Regions from separate parts of the Dromaius novaehollandiae genome. Here region 1 is linked to region 2. Evidence: chromatin contacts called from public Hi-C data. All regions are on one chromosome and are shown on one strand. Each heading gives the region's core, a stretch centred on a gene start, on an enhancer-like site or on the middle of the called end of the contact. The rest is flanking DNA. Distances are from core to core; before and after follow the strand shown. Region 1 overlaps DYRK4 (dual specificity tyrosine phosphorylation regulated kinase 4). Region 2 holds the start of FGF23 (fibroblast growth factor 23).

Region 1 (5,188 bases), core at 2,602-5,101, 130 kb before region 2:
ATGAAAAGAAAGAGGAGGGTCACATAGCCAACTAAACCCCAACCCTCCCCAGCTCAACAATCACTTATTGTAGTGCAGAATAGGAAGCATAGGATTCTTGTTATAACCAGGTGAAGCAATCTCAGTCTTTCACTTTACAGTATGTGACTTTGTGCTGAGGTTATTTAACACCTTTGCTTGTTTTCTAGGTCAGTGTTAAATAAAATATTCCATTTTGCAATCAAAAGTCAGAGTCTTGTTTTGAAAATGCATAAAGAAATGGCAACGTTCATTTTGGACAAATTTAGCCATCAAAGTTAGAAATCCAGTCAAAGGGTTTTATTCAGGTTTCCTTTGTGATCAATGGCAGAGGGAGCCTAGACTTAGACCAAACATCTATTTTGTCATTTACTTAAGTAAATCCAAAGTGCAGCATTTCTATAGCCTTTAAATTTCTTCTCATTCTTTTAATAAAAACTATTCACCTATTTTGACACAATTCTTGTTTAGTTCTTATTGTCCCTTTCTCCCAGCTCAGCCTTGAGGTGAAAAGATCCCAAAACTTGCTGAAGCTTAGTTATGAGACCCTTAAGGTAGGATTTAATTTGAGGTTAACACGCCGACATATATACGGAAGTCTAAATATATACAGGAGCACCCATGTTCATTACGTGTTGGTAGAGACCTAGAGTTCAGTTCAACTGCCCACACACAGGTGTCTAGTCCCATTCAAGATGACTGGTGGTATTCCACTGGGCCTCATCTGCTGCCCTAGCAGGGCATGGGTCTCTGGCGAGTCCTGTCTTATCTCTGTTAGCCCTATGTGGATGTCTTCGGCATACTAAGACATCTAAAATGGCAATGTAATTCATCAGTGAGGACAACCAAAGGAGCCTATTTCTCATAATTTTGACACTTCTGTTGTGATAGGTGATAGGAACAAAACTAAACTTTGCTGTCTAAAATGCTTGTCTTCTTGTACCATTTTCATGACTTTGTCCTTCATTTTATAAAGGTGTTAAGTATCACAACTCTGCAACTATGCTCATGCCAAGACTGAAATATACTTTTTTGTTTCCTTTTTGTGTTTGTTTTTGGGGGGGGGGGGGCTATGCAAATATGCTATATTTTGATTTAGAGTAGAATGGTGAGAAGTTCACTGTCTGTGAAACAGTAAAGGGAACAAATGTAGAAGTAGTTGAGTTGGTCACTTGTCCTTCAGATGAAATATTTCTTTCCCAGAAATGTGGATTATTGAAACCAAAACTTTTCACATACACATACCACAATTATCAAAATTTTGTCAGGGAATGGTTTCAGTCCCCAGTGGAATCTAGGGACAAAAAACAAAGAAAAAGAAACAACTGCCCTAATGAGCTAGTGAGAAAGAACATTTGGTAGGTTGATATCCAGCTTCTGGACCGTGTGGTATTTGGAGCAAGGCTTGAACTGGAATCTACTATCCCAAGTCAATACACAGTTAACAGAATATTGGCTATTAGGAAGGGAGGAACTGTAGCACCATAGTCCTTTTGCCCCCTTTCCCCCCCCCCCCCCCGCCCCCCAAGCTTCAAAGTGGTGATGGAATCGCTGTTGAAGACAGGAGCATTGTAGGTCAGGGACAGAGGCATTTTGGAACTGATGCAAACAGCACAGCGTCTACATAGGCATTTTGCTGACAGACTTGTCATTTGAAGGCTAGGAGCACTGAGAAGTACAGAGAGAGGGTCAGAGATGATCGAGGCTGACAAACTGGCTTTTGCCTTTTTTTCTGACATATAGGTAATAAAGGTTTGATGCATACATAAGAGACTGGTCTTTACTTCATGGTATTGTCTATAACACCCAAAAGCTAGCATTACAAATACCTTATACTCTTGGTTACCACCATTGCTCCAGGACAGTTGATTCCCTACTTATTCATACCAATGTTACAGAGGTCGTAAAATATTATATGCACATTGTGTAATGTGAAATCAAAGCAATGCAAAAAAAAAAAAAAAAAAAAAAAAAAAGAGAGAGAGAGAGAGAGAAAGAGAGAAGCTGCAAAAGCTCTGCCCTAGATTTCTTGTACTTTGTTCTGAGAGTTTTTTAGGTACATTGATCCAGAGAAGCAATCACTAACCTCAGTCTTTTTTTTTTCGATTTACTACAGATGGATACCGCTGCACCCCTGTGGCTCAATTCTACCCTCAAATAAAGTAAGGTGCTTTTTTTGTTGTTGTTATTTGGGATGAGGTGTAACCCTTAAGGACTCTGTTCCCAGATTAAGCTACAGTATTCTAGGTGCAAGCACAGACCTCACTGTTATTGTACATTGTTCTGAGTTGTATTTGGTGGGCATATCACTCTTGTATAGGGGATTGAAGAGCTGCCAATAACCATGCACTCAAACTTGCACATGCCAGCCTGTTACAACACTAGATGGCATTCGAACATTAGCAAAGGATCTGAAACCAATGTACAGGCAACACTTCACACAGCTGCATCTTCATGTTATTTGGATTCGGACTGTGGGGTTTTAAGATTGTGGTATCTTGATGAAATGAGTATCTTGATATCTTTAATGAAATTAAATGATATCTTTATTGACCTCGAATACAGAACTAACTTCAGGCTGAAGCATGTGGAAGAGCAGGGCACAAGAGTTACAATCCTCATGGTCTGTTCTGGGCTCTGGCAGTGACTGTGAGTGTGACTTATGGCTATGATACTCACACAGCTTCCTAAGAGGGGCAGTGGAGTGTAATTTTTGAAAAATGCATTAAATTCCTGAAAGGAAGCAGAACCTAGGAGCATGCATTATCATTAGTTTTTACAGACATTTTGTCAGAAGTTTCAAAGAGAGAAGAAATATAAGCACTTATTCGATGAACAGTTGTATTCTCACCACTTGATTTCTTGCAGTTCTGTGTCCTACCTCCTGTAAACACCAACAGTTGCAGCAGTGCTGGCTCCTGCAACTTTCGTTCACCTCAACATCGTTACTTCCCTCCACTTCCCCTATAGGTCCCATACCATGCTACTCATTCTAGCCATACACCCTCTCAACCCAGTTATCTCCACTGTAATATCCCCAGCCCCTTCCATCTCCCACAGTCCCTACCTGCCTTTGTTTGGTCTGCTCTCTGGACCAAAGGAACAGCACACCCTTCAAATGATGCAAAAAGATGCATGTGCTGACTGTCCAGCCAGGGTTTCTTACTGCTTGGTATGCAAAGAGACAACTGACTATAACCAAATTCTCCTGCTTTTCCCTCACTGGTTACACTAATAGGATCTCTCTCTTCTACTCGACATCAACTAGAAGATGGGCATACCAATGAGCAGACAGACAGGAAAGCAATCACCTAAGCCTCACTTTTTGGCAAATATGGCTAAACAATGAGTCAGAGGAATCTTTTCAATATTTTGAAGATTTTCCTGTATCTGATGGATCTGCTTGTGTCTTTTCTGCAGAAGAAATGAAGGCAGGGCTGATACTTGAAGGCTAGATCTTTCTGTCAGGGCATTTCTATCAAGTATATTACTTGTGGTCTCTGAAAAAATCTAACAGTTATCTAAAAGAGCCCTTATCATGAAAGATTCTGAAGATGGAAATCACTGTGGAGGCTGAAGGAATTAACAGAGGAAAACAGGACAGCAAGTAAGGGAAGACAGGAAATACATGGGAGCCAATTAGCTACATTAAAAAGATAACAGTCTGCTTTCCATGAACAGAAGGATAATCAAACCAAATTGCAGTCCCAGCTGACTGACTTCTCCCTCAACACTGAATGCCTTGAAAACCCATCAGCATATGCTGTAAGAAGTAATATGATGCTGCTTGCTACAAAAGGCTATTGAAATGCCTTAACTGTGAAGAAAATGCAGCTACAGCAAATGAGCCCATACGTCAGACTGGATTTACAGCTTTATTAGGACTAAGCACTACTATCAAGAACAGCTTGGTATAATTGACCTCAAACTTTGCCTCTAAGGTAAAGACATACACGCAACTGCATAATTCTGGTAAGAGATATTTTAACTTGGAGGAGTCTAAGCAGTCATGTGAACATACCACAACAGAGATGAAAAATGAACAGCAAGTGAATTGAAACATTACAAATTCCATTTCCAAGAATGCAAGCCAGGATATCAGGATACCCTTTTGCAGTTTTTAATCTGCACTGAACTCTTGCACTTAAACATAAACCCTTGGCTTTTATCTTCTGTGTTACCTGCAAACAGCCCAAATCTTCCTCAAATACCTACACCAATTTATCTGAATACTCCATGTAACAAGGGATGAATCATTCAGCTCTCATCAGGGGTGGAAATCCTTCTCTGTGAAACATTATAAGGCTCTGCCCACATCTTTATCTCTATGTTCTGCAAGATGGTCACCCACCTTGGATATTCTATGTCATTACAGAAATGTAATGCACAAGAGAACTCACTTCTCCTCGTACATCACTACGGTCAATATGGGAGCATTTTATATTTCCAGGATGGCTCAGCTACAAAGGACTGTGTTTGAAGCCAGAGGTACTGGCATTCTGGTACTGCAAGCTGACCAGCCTGTCAGTGATGGCTTTATCACAGAAGGATGATATTTGTCTGTCAAAATATCTTTATAATTCACTGCTCAATTACATTCAATAATGGGCTACTCCCCTGCTTGGGTTACTCGTCTTCCAGATGATTCTTCATGAATCCCAAGACTTGCCTGAAACTAACAAAATGATCATACCGTATCTTGCATACCATTTTCTATGCTCCAGTTCTTCTGAGATCACTGTTATCACTATAACTTTGTACTCAGTAGGAGAGCACACCGCTGTAGGCCTTTTGTCATAAAGTCACCTCTGTACCCTACCAGATGGCTGGTGTACACAAGAGCTGTGTTATGAGTGTTCTCATGTCCTGTGGGTTTTTCCTTTGCACATAGAACCTGTGGGAGCTTGCTGTTATGGTGACTCTTAACACCTACAATCACTTAGTCTCTTGGGATGACTGCAATATCACTGTTACAGTAGTGGCTGCATTTTGTAGGATAATTTCCTCTTTTTTTAAAACAAAATTACAGTACTATTTATAGGCCACAGTAAAGGATAATAGTCATAATGAAATGGATGCTTTATAAATGCAAAGAAAAGATAGTGTATTGTCCAAAGAGCTTAATGCTTAAATTAATTATGACTCTGCTCAGGAGTCATAGAAATCTGTT
Region 2 (5,226 bases), core at 2,544-5,043:
TTGATGGTGCATAAAACACTTTTAAAGAGTCTGCAAAACATAACTAAGAGTGAATTTCTTGTAATTTACATGTGTTCAAAAAGCTTGCACTTGCCCTGTAAGTCCTCTGCAGACTGAAGTGATAAGCAATGAAAGAAGGGAGTTACCTTGTTAGCAGCTGCAGAAGGGAGAGCAGGCAGCTGCCAAGCTCAAGGTTTGACGGATTTGAAACCATGAGTTATGATCCAAAATGACCTGAGGCTGAAATGCAAAGTGCTCAAAATGGGGAAATGTCAGAGCTCATTCCGGTTACCCTAATTCAGTTCCATTGGTGTACAGTTTGGAGTATAACTTTTAGTTCAGTGTTCATATTTAACTAAATTACAAAACTTCCCACCATGCATTTGCCTCACTGGACACAGGAAGTGATTATGTTCATTTACACATACCCGTCATTTTGCGTCCACCGGTTGCCACGTGCCCTGCACTAGCACTTGCAGCCCACGTGGAAGGCCTCAGTGGTGAGGCATGAGTCCATCCCTGCTGACGCCCAGCGCCCAGATCCACCAGCTCTGCCAGACATCTGCTGCCTCTGAAGCAAAGAGGATGGAGGCAGCAGGAGCAGGTGAGGGGTGAGGTCCAGGCAGGGGAAAAAGGAAAACTGGGCCTGGGAAGGTGCAGAGCATCAACCGTTTTCTCAAACACATTTCAGCCTGCTAAGTGGTCTCTTTGATCCATCCCTTCCTCTTCAGCAATGTGGTTAAGGGAGACTTTCTTCACTGTTCATTAGTGGTGCCAGCAAACCACCCTTAATGCTGCCTTCGGGCTGTCAGCGATTTCCACTGCCTTTGCAGGATGCTAAGGAAAGTCCTGTGTCATATGTTGCCCAGCCCCAGCTGTGCCATGTCCCCGCAGTGGGAAGTGGGAAATGTGGCCATGTGGCTACCCCTGTGGCAGAAAGGTCTGTATTCAGTCCCCCTTGCTAAGGGACAGGGCAATCCTGTCCTTTCCCACCAGCACGCCTCAAGCTCCATGTGTCCCATCTGCTGTTCTCACGGCACCCACCTTCCCTCCTGTTTGCTTAAGAGGCTCTTCAGAGCAGGGACCAACCTACTTCCCTGGATTATTTATTTGAATTAGGCAGCATTTAAAGAAGAACAGCAATTCTGAGGTTGCTGAAACATTTTTGGTCCTTAAATTCAGTTCATTTTTTTTTTCTTCCCTCCAAAACAAGCACAGTCTACAAGACGCTGTGCCTCATTCTTTAGGTACTGAGGAAAGCTGTCTTGATTGGTCAGACATCTGAGAATGGTATAGACAAAAAAGAAATATCAAAATATATGGTAAAAGTTACAAAAATATTGTTGCTACTGCTGCAACAGCATAAGGATATAAGAAGAATAAGGTTGTAATCACTTTTATTACATTAACTGAGAGAACATGCTGAACAAGTAAGCAAGCTTTCATATGCTGGGTTACTTCAGCAACAGCTGAATGGGTAGGAGAAGTTAAGTGGCATACCGACAGAAAGAATAAATGGATCAAGCTGGCATAAAAACAAAGTGGATTGTTAAAAAAGCACCACCAATGTGCAATAGATTTAAAGGAAAAATGTGTATTAAAAGGCAAAATCTGCATTAGCATCCTGACAAGCAGAAACTTAAATAAATTTGCTTTAGCCTGTCAGCTTAAACAAACACAACTCAGCAAAGCCTGGAGTGTTACTGACCCCATGAGAAACTTTTGAAAATGCCAAACAATTTAAGCACTTGAAAGTAGTCTTTGCTTGTCTGCCACATAAAAAAAGAAAGAAACATCTGGTCACAACTGGCATGTGCTGAGATGACTGAATACATTTTTCAAAAATATGAGAGCTGTTTCTGTGCAGCTAAGACACCAGAGAAAAATCAGACCAGTGCATAAAGGTAAGCACAGACAAAAATCATGATGAACATGAAATATCACACCAGAAAGACTTTATTTACAAAAAGATCACAAAAACTTCTACGAGGACACACTATCCTATATATGCTATATATGAAATTAATGGATAACTTCACCACTAAAGCAGATATATCACTTAAAAAAGAAAAGAAAAAATATCCGTCCTTTCCTTCCAAACTAGCTTTTAAATTAAGACAGTAAAGCATCTCAGATGTTATACCCAGTAAAACATTTGTAGCCTTGATTGCCTCTCAGTGAAGTCAACTTTGTTAATCTAGTCAGTTTAAGATATGACCCTAATGCACTTTGCATAAAATTGCTGTCATTTACACAGGTGTATATACACTGACATAAGTCTCTAGATTTACACAGGTGTGTTGGAAGAAATTGGCAGAGTTTTGCTAATTTTAAACAACAAAAAAATCAGATCAACTTTTGCAGTTGGTTACAGTTGCATAAATCTGTAATATGCATGGTGCTGGTGTCATTGCTCCACAGCTTGCTAAGGAAGCTGAGAATCTGACACCCTGTGTCCAGCTAGAGACTGTAACTTACTCGTATTTCTGCTTGAAAGTACTGGACCTCAGACTGCTACTAATAAAATCCTCAGGCTTCTTTTTTTTAAAAAAAGTGAATGACTTAATTTTCAGTATTCTCTTCAGTTTTATATTCATTATTTGAAAGAAACCTTAGAGTGGCTTAGTTTCATAACCTGTTATTATCATTGTCATCATCATTTTACCTACATAGCCACTTTCCTATTAATACAGCGTTTTCATAATGAAAATGGAACAATTTTTTTTAAGTGGAAAATTTGTTTGTAAAACCACAGAAATTTGTCAGGACAACTGAAATGTGTGTATCGTATCTTAAGCCATTTTTGAATATTGCTTTACAATTATTACTTTTTAGTTTGGTTATTTCCCTTTGTAGTTCTTCCAAGTGTGCTTGCTGTACCTGAAGTAACAAAAATGTGCCAAGATGAGTCATTCCAGTTTTGATTCGGGTTCTAGATCTACTAGCTATGCTAACAGATATGACTCCATAAATGACTGCTAGCTAGATGTACAATGCAGAGGAACAAACATGCAGTTTCTAAGCATCCTACAGGTAATTTTCAGCTGTTTGGCCAACATCAAATTATGAAACAGAAGAAATAAACGGGAGAGCTTATTTCAAGAAGGCTGTGCTCATATCAAGCGTCTCTTGCTTAAATGGGGTAATGCAAGTTTCAGTCCAACAGACTCACTGCTGAATTTACATCACTATGAATGGGGAATCAGGCCCAGCTGAACCCAATACCAGCTTCTGACACATCTTCAAAATTTTTAGCAGTATTTGGTGTTTCTGCCAAATCAGAATGTCGTTTGGAAAACCGAGGGAAAGTGGGAATCTGAACAAACATATCTGAGAAAAAAGGAAGTTCAAAGTCTAAAGTGTTATTCCCTTCCCTTCCCAAAAAGCTTTCTGTGCAGCACAGTGGACTGCTCTTCCTGGATTTAACAGTAGGGGCGTGGGAAGCTCTCAGATGTCACAGGCTTGTAGATAACATTTGAACATATGATTAGCTTTCATGAGCTGTCTTTAGAAACCTTACATTTGTTCCCCCCCCACACCTTAGCCAGAGAACCTACGTACTTTCCTTCCCTTGAGGTTTTGGGCCATTTAAAATGTTGCTTTGACAAAACTCAAGGATGTGGAGAAGTTTTTCCTGTATGATGTCACTTGGCTGCCCTTTATAAGCCTCTACAAAGAAGAAGGGAGCCCATCTGAGGATTCATGATCCAGACACACACGAACGAGGGAAAAAGAGAAGCAAAGAGGAATATCAAGTTTCAGATACCAACTGGCCGCTAAGGACAGAGAGCCATGCCACAAGCTTGTCCCTATAGCTACCGGGGGTACATGCTGCTGGTGCTCTGCAGCCTGAAGGCTACCACTGCCTTTCTCAACTCCTCTCCGCTGCTGAATCCCAGCTGGGGGAGCACCGATCACCTGATGCACTTGTACACAGCTACGGAGAGGAACAGCTTCCACCTCCAAATCAACTCTGAGGGCTATGTTGATGGTGCCCCACACCAAACCATTTACAGTAAGTAGCTCATTATGGACCCTCGGTCTTCGTGTGAACAGGGCAGAGAGCACAATGCTTTTTTTTTTTGCCTTTTCACTAGCTATAGCAAATTCCATCCTCCTGGTAGGCAGGCAGACAGCTGCGAGACGGAAAACACACGTAATTATAATCTTCCCTTTGTTTAACAAACAAACAAAATTGCTTCAAAGAAATCTAGCAGATGAGGATTCTCATTCTTCACCTTTATAGTAAGTTCTATGATTCCTGTGATACTCTGCAAGCAAAAACTACCAGAATTATCCTTCACTTCATGATTTTACTCACAGCTTGTTGTGGAAGTCCCGATGAGAGGTTGGTGATGACATGCCCCAAATAGCTCCTTCCCATTCTGGTGATAGCATCTGCAAAGGAAGTACACTGAGGGAACTCACCACAGCAGTGGTGGAAAACTGGCTGTGTTTGTAAAACCTTTATTTTTGGGTAGAGAGCTGATAACTACCTCTAAGCAACTACACGAGTACAGTTGGTCATTTCCTTCCAAATACATCAGTACTTCTCTGCATTGAAAATTGGTTTGTGAGACAAGCTTCAGATTTGTGCATTTAATGTGCCGCATGGCAGAAACACAACTGTGTACAGAACATGGGTCACTGAATATGCAAAGTTTGATTAAACAGGGGGAAATTGCAAAAGGTCAGACTCTTGTAAATGAAGCACTAAGCCTTTGGAGTGCAGTGTGGCTCTTAAATTATCTCATCACCATCATCTATTTTCATGCAAAGTTAAGGTATCTTTCTTTCTTTCTTTGCTGTATACCTAGCCCAAACAGCATAGTTAGTAGAAAAAATATCTTTTTTAAAATTTAGGGTTTTTTTATAATATTCCAGAAGTACTCCTCTTTTTTCAATGCTCACATCACAAGTAACTATAAATCAGAAAGTCATTTTAATTATTATTACTGCATAGCATCTTCTTCGTCTACTCAACTAAATATGTAAGCATGTCCAGTGATATCTCTGTATGAGTGTATGAGGAACAAAAGACTTTTTTAAAGTTATAATTTGATTGAGGAGAAAAAAATGATCAAGTTCTGCTACATTTTTTAGAAATTATTGATCAAATACTTGTATAAATGCTGCATCCTCTTGTTATTTTTCATGCATATTAGTAAGTTTTATAAAATTCAGTTGTATTGGTCAAGAACCAGTATGATGGTGTAGAGAGCCACA

What was found. Hi-C and Micro-C count contacts between places; a contact is called where the count stands out from the background.
Region 1: a contact with region 2 is called in a Hi-C map of liver, with 4 times the contacts expected there. The contact joins the enhancer-like site here to the promoter of FGF23 in region 2. A contact is called at or near these places in 2 of 4 Hi-C or Micro-C datasets (brain and liver).

What each region holds. Positions count from the first base shown.
Region 1 is chr1:79,633,189-79,638,376 of bDroNov1.hap1, reverse strand. It overlaps DYRK4 (dual specificity tyrosine phosphorylation regulated kinase 4), which reads right to left. Exons shown (of 14, transcript XM_026106316.2): 14 at 3,881-5,188. Among named protein-coding and RNA genes, the nearest start is that of DYRK4, 48 kb to the right of the region's middle. Within about 2 kb of position 3,851, at least 1 of the 2 cell types and tissues checked has open chromatin away from gene starts, as enhancers often do.
Region 2 is chr1:79,501,248-79,506,473 of bDroNov1.hap1, reverse strand. FGF23 (fibroblast growth factor 23) reads left to right here and starts at 3,793. Exons shown (of 3, transcript XM_026106298.2): 1 at 3,793-4,015. The coding sequence starts at 3,793.